Regions from separate parts of the Mus musculus genome. Here region 2 is linked to region 1. A link is a contact called in public promoter capture Hi-C data. All regions are on one chromosome and are shown on one strand. Each heading gives the region's core, a stretch centred on a gene start, on an enhancer-like site or on the middle of the called end of the contact. The rest is flanking DNA. Distances are from core to core; before and after follow the strand shown. Region 1 overlaps Hk2 (hexokinase 2). Region 2 holds the start of Lbx2 (ladybird homeobox 2).

Evidence for each region. Promoter capture Hi-C pulls out the DNA fragments that hold promoters and counts their contacts.
Region 2: a promoter capture Hi-C map of the 3T3-L1 cell line shows a contact between it and region 1, with 2.9 times the contacts expected there. The contact joins the promoter of Lbx2 here to the enhancer-like site in region 1. A contact is called at or near these places in 7 of 39 promoter capture datasets (the 3T3-L1 cell line, the C10 cell line, the HPC-7 cell line and 3 more), 2 of 484 Hi-C or Micro-C datasets (the AML12 cell line and cerebellum) and 3 of 115 datasets of contacts at active chromatin or transcription factors (bone marrow-derived macrophages, extraembryonic endoderm stem cells and pancreatic cancer cells).

The regions. Positions count from the first base shown.
Region 1 is chr6:82,722,243-82,725,224 of GRCm38.p6, forward strand. It overlaps Hk2 (hexokinase 2), which reads right to left. Exons shown (of 18, transcript NM_013820.3): 18 at 2,783-2,982. Among named protein-coding and RNA genes, the nearest start is that of Gm32480, 8.5 kb to the left of the region's middle. Within about 2 kb of position 1,344, at least 82 of the 459 cell types and tissues checked have an H3K27ac peak or open chromatin away from gene starts, as enhancers often do. A contact at or near this core is called in extraembryonic endoderm stem cells, where this site is marked.
Region 2 is chr6:83,084,963-83,088,068 of GRCm38.p6, forward strand. It overlaps Lbx2 (ladybird homeobox 2), which reads left to right and starts at 1,403. Exons shown (of 2, transcript NM_010692.4): 1 at 1,403-1,660; 2 at 2,721-3,106. The coding sequence starts at 1,462.

The sequences.
Region 1 (2,982 bases), core at 94-2,593:
TTCACAGGAGAGTGCTGGACTCTTGGGGTCTAGTTGGTTCTAGATGTAGCAGAGTTGACAACCAAGATTAGCCATTACAAGGGGCTTAAAGCCACGGTATCTGTGTAGCCATTGTTGAGTCAATAGTACATCTTCACCCATGAGAAAACAAATGGGCAGACAGGACATACACAGAACAAGACATTTGTAGCTACTAGAAGTAATGAAATAGATGCAAACACAGCAATGTCTATGGGCCTTAAAATGTGCCAGACAAGTAGGGAGCCCAGTGGGTGGAGATACCTGCCTATGACTCGAACAACATGAGTTTGATCCCAAGACCCACAGGATGGAAGAAGGAAGCTGATTCTAGGTTTTCTTCTGGCCTCCCCATGTACGTACACACACACACACACACACACACACACACGATAGATAGATAGATAGATAGATAGATAGATAGATAGATAGAGATAGATAGATAGAAATATGTAAACAAACCCTGCTTTGAGAGAGGACACAAGACTCTAGCCAACTATGTTTTGTGTGTTTTTATTAAAGCATCACAGAGAGCTAAGGATCTATCATTTAGTTTAGAGCACACAGCATTTTCAGGCCCCTGTATTTCATCCATGTCCTTAGAAAAGGAAATAAAGAAAACCAGAGACGGCACGAAACAATGTATGCCTCATCCAGACTCGTACAGAAACGAGGTGGCGTCAAGCAGGGTGCTCAGACTGCCGATGGTGAGGGAAGAACAAAAGAGACATGGCTCAGAGGGAAATTGGAAAACAGAAAAGCAAAAGCGGATTGTGCAAAGGCTAGAAAATGCTCTCAACACCGGAGTGCCTGTGTTCCAGCCTGTGGCACCTGGGGCCCAGCCGAAGAAAACAAAACAGGGAGACAGGCTGCCTGGGGTTTGGCTGGGAAACTGCTTTCCAAGCTGGGAGCAGTGTGAGTGCAGTCTGCTTGCTTGGAGGAAACTAATTTTTCCTTGGGAGGATGGGGAGTCAGCCTAGGAAAGAGATACACGTGCTATCCGGGACATTGAGGGCCTCACCGCAGGTAAATGTACCCTAAATCGCACTAAAATATTCCCTGCTAGTCCAATGTTAGGGTCTGTGCGGAGCTGTCTGTGCCCCAGCCCCATCCATGGGACATAACGAATGTAGCTTTTCCATCCCGCTGCCAGAGGCCAAAGTGACCTGGGGAAAGAGGTGCCCACACTGTGCTGAGCAGTATGGCTGATGTTACAGACAGGAACAAGCCAGCTGCAAAACTCAAGAGGCCCAGAGTGGGGAATCTGTAAGAATCTGCTTTGAGGCAGAAAAGCCAAAGAGGCCTCTAAGCTGGGGGGTGGTGGCACATGCCTGGAATTCCAGCGCCTGGAGGCAGGAGAGTCACTTCAAGGCCATCCTCATATACTTAAGTCAGTGGAATGAGCTTTAGAAAGCCAGGCTGGAAGGGAAAACAAAGGACCCACGTGTGCACCAAGAAACGCAGTCCCGCTTGATCATGGACTCAGATTCAGTGTAGGATAAAACTGGACCTCCATGTGTGAGTGGATGTGTGTGTTGTGTAGATCAGAGGACAACTTGTGAGAAACCAATCCTCCCCTTCTGTGGTGGGCTCCAGGGATCAAATCAGATTTGCATATCAAGTTCCTTTATGCTCTTAACTATCTTGCCAATCTTATCACTTTTTTAAGGCAGTGTTTTCTGAAATGTAAAGGCTAGAAAAGTCCCAGACATGCACTCACGGGTGCATGTGAGAAAGTGAAAGGATGGGCTTGGCTGTTTTTCCTCAGCTGTCCACCTTGTTTCTCAAGACATGGTCTCTTATGGCCTGGAACCTGTTGGGTAAGCTAGGCTTGCAGACCAGTGACCTCCAGGGATCCACCTGCCTCAGCCTCCCCAGCCCTGGGATCACAAGGGCAGACCGTCTGGACCTAGTCTCACCGTCCTGCTCCTGTCACTTCTTTAGCTTGTAGTGGCTCCTACCTGTAGCTCCAAGTTCTTGGAAGGATAAAGAGGCCTGCCAGGTTTATGACCAGCCTGATCTACATAGCAAGATGCGGGTCAGCCTGGGGGTACATAGTGAGCCTGTCTCACAAAAGGACTGTCTATAAATGCATCCTCACAGGAGGGTTAAGAGTGCAAGACCAAAGAGCGCAGAGCATGCTGGGCTACAAGGGGTTCAAGTCTACACACTGAGCAACCCAGTGTTTTATACTCAAAAAAGTATAAAACAAGTGTGGTCAGGTGTGGTGGCACATGCCTGTAACCCCAGCATATGGAAGGCTAAAACTGGTCCAGGAGTCTGAGGCCAATCTGGGCTACATGAGACCCCATCTGAAAGTGGTGTTGGGAGAACCAGGGGTGAAGTCCACTGAACAGGTGGCCCTGGGTTCAAGGCTCAACACTAGTCCCATTCTCTCTCTCCCATCTCATGAGTATTTGGTCCCCGGTTAGTGCTGCTGTTTGGAGGGGCTTAGGGGGTGTGCCTTTGTTGGAGGAATGTGTCACTGGGAGCTGCAGAGGGTTTAAGGACTCACACCACTCTGTCTTTACTGCTTGAGGCTCAGCTTCTGCTCTCAGCATCTGATCGTTCACGGCGCTTATCTCCGCCATAGAAAGCAATCACAGGATCCGACCCCCACAGGCTTCAGAATTCCAGAATCCGTCTCCACGGACACTGAAAGATAACAGGCCACTCCAAATGTATCGACCCCATCAGTGATTGATCAGACTGACCAGGAAGTCCTAACTTGCCCCACTTAAAAGATCCAATCACACACTGAATATTTTGAAAAAAAAAAGTTAAAATTTATTAATAATAGTTAACATCACATGGTTAATTCAACTAGTTCTCTACTGTACATGATGACAAAACGCTCACTAGACCGAGTGCCCAGGGATATGAGATGAGTCAAAGGTTCACTGAAGATCACACAAAGCAGCATTAGCAGAGAGAGCTGTCAACCTAGTGCTGGCAGTAGCCAGC
Region 2 (3,106 bases), core at 153-2,652, 360 kb after region 1:
AGGAGGAGGTCACTGAATAATAGTGGGAGATGGAGAGGCTACAGGAGAGGTGACATTGGGAACAATGTAGGAGAGACTGTTCTGGCTTTTCATTGCACTCCCAACAAAACAAAACAAAGCACAACAAGCATAAATAGAATTCTCATTTTGACTGCACAGTGGCTCACTCCACAGACGACTGAGCCAAGGTTAACTTTGAGTTTGAGCAGAGCCTGGACTACATAGTGAGACCCCAGCTCAATCATAAATAGATTGATTAAAGTTAAAGCCAAGTATGGTGGCACACACGAGACCAGCCTAGTCTACATAATAAGATCCAGGACAGTGAGAGCCTGTCTCAAAATAACAACAACAACAATAATAATAATAATTTAAATGAATTTTGGCTTGCATTTGCAACTGCCCTAGCAATGAAGAGGCTTGCTCTTTGGGAGTAGCCAGTCTATACCTATAAGCTGTAAAGCTTTCAGCTATCTGAGGAAGATTGCCTAGAAAAGGAACCAGGCCTATGCAACCTTACTGACCCAGCTTTGTTAAGCCAGAGTTGCCTTATTTCAGCTCAAGATGATCATGGAGTGCTAACCCAGATACAAATAAACGTGGAGGAGATGGGGACAGAGAACACAAAACGCAATGAACAAGCCAAGCCTTCCATTAGTCTTCCCTGGAGAGTGAGTGATCCTACAGGAAGTCACACCTGAACTCTGAGGACTTAATAAAAGGATAAAGTCAGATCTATAGCAAGCCAGTAAGAAGAGCTGGCCCTCTGGAGTCCAGTCCTCACTAGCCAGGAGCCCTCTGAGCAAGTAGTACCAGCCCAGGTCTCTGAGATCCTTTTGGGTGGGTTTTAACTTACTGGAGCCTCCAGGCTACAGTGTGGCCTGCCCCATTCCTTGTGGTATCATTTTATGACAGGTATTCCAATAGGCCAGGTTCTCGATCCTGGACCCCCACACTACACCAACCATCTCTAGCCACCATCTTCTCTTTAAGACCTTTTCCCAGGGTTGGGTGAGAAAGATAGGCAAAGTTAGGATGCTGAGTCCCTAACACAATCAGCCCTGATCCTGTTTCTCAGAACCCTGCAAGTCCCCAGTCCTTGAGGCCAGGGAAAGCAATTTTATTGCCCTAGAATTTATGAGCCAGAGTTTAAGTAGGGAGCCAAGCAGCATGCAATCCAGGGGAGTACATCCAGTTTGAATGTGCACCTCAAAATCAGAAGCCATGGGCTTCTTTCTACTCTATAGAAGAAATAAGGCTGCCAGTACACCTATGGGCACCCGATTCACTGAGGCCCTTGGAAGGAGGTGGGGGTGCAGGAGGAGGGGACGTGGGGCTTCAACTGAGCTCTAGGGGGCGGGTCCGAGGCAGGGGGCCCAGATCGGAAGCTGAGCGCTGGGGGCCTAGGAGGTTGTGAAGCCAAGCGCAGCAGAAGGCGGGATCGCTACAATCCCGCTTGCCATGAACTCTGTACATCAGCGCCGGACACCCTTTAGTATCGCAGACATCCTAGGTCCGAGCATGGTCCCCGAAGCACCTTCTGCACCGCAGCTTCCCGAGGCCGGCCCTGATCCCGCGTCACCACTGTGTGCGCTGGAGGAGCTAGCAAGTAAAACTTTCCTGGGCCATTCCCCGCGGGCTACACCACAGCCTTCTGAAGGTACACGCCAGCCAAGTAGCGGACTTGAACTGTGTGTGTGTGTGTGTGTGTGTGTGTGTGTGTGTGTGTGTGTGTGTGTGTGTGCGCGCGCGCGCGCGGATCTGTCTGTCTGTCCCTGTCTATATCTGTCTCTCCCTCCACCCCCCGCTTCACTCTCTCGTCCTTGGTCACAAAGTTTTGTCTGGCCCTGGCTGGTCATTTTTACCCACCCCCTGCCTTCTGCCCAAGTGTCAGGAGTTGCATTTGACAGGGCTCGGCAGGTCTCCTGAGTTAGTTCTGAGACTGCAATTGCTCCAGGGGGTGGCAGGGGCTGAGGGGTACCGCCAGGCTGGAGCGAATCCAGGGACCCGCTCGGCTGCTGGTACGTTCGCTGTATGCGGGGTAATCATGACCAAGAAAGGCTGTGGAAGAGAAAAAACGCTTGAGCTGCTGGCAAGAAAAGACTGAGGCAGGGCTAGGACAAGGCAGAAAATTCCTCCCAGCTACCTAGCCCCAGCTACCTAGCCCCAGCCCCAGCCCCAGCCCCAGCCCCAGCCCCAGCCCCAGCCCCAGCCCCAGCCCCAGCCCCAGCCCCAGCCCCAGCCCCAGCCCCAGTCACTTCTTGAGCCCTGTAGAAGATCCTTTGCAGCACTATTGGGCACAGGAACCGCCTTCCGCCTGCCTTCCTTCCCTTTGGGCTCCCGGAAAGAGAGCTGGTGTTAAGGACTTTATTTGGCCAGATGGGTCACCCGACCTCAATTTGGCCTCTAACTTACTACCACGCACAGCCTGGAGCTCCAAACGGCGTCAGAGACCTTCTCCAAACGGTCTTGACTCTCGTACCAGATCTCTGGTCAGTCCCACTCACCCTCTACCCGCTGGAGTAATCTCATCTCTCTGTCGTCAGCATTCCCACAGGCCTGCTGCACTTCGAATCCGGGTTCTGACCCGGTGTATAGGGATCGTGATGCTGGCCCACCCCGCTCCCTCTACCTGCTTAAGCCCCGCGACCCTAAGTTTTTCCATCCAGACCTCAGCCTCCTCCAAAGCCGAGACTGACATTTCCGTCTCATCCTGGCAGGCAGAGCCGCCCCGGAGGCGCCGCCGGGGCCTGGCGCTGGTGTCCGGAGACGCCGCAAGTCTCGGACAGCGTTCACTGCACAGCAGGTGCTGGAGCTGGAGCGGCGATTCGTCTTCCAGAAGTACTTGGCACCGTCAGAGCGCGACGGACTTGCTGCGCGACTGGGCCTGGCTAATGCGCAAGTGGTCACTTGGTTCCAGAACCGTCGCGCCAAGCTCAAGCGGGATGTGGAGGAGATGCGCGCGGACGTGGCCTCCCTATGCGGGTTGTCCCCTGGAGTCCTGTGTTACCCAGCACTGCCAGACAGCACTTCAAGCCCTGACCCTGGCCCTTCAGGGCCCGATTCTGAGCCCAACTTATCAGATGAGGAGATACAGGTGGACGAT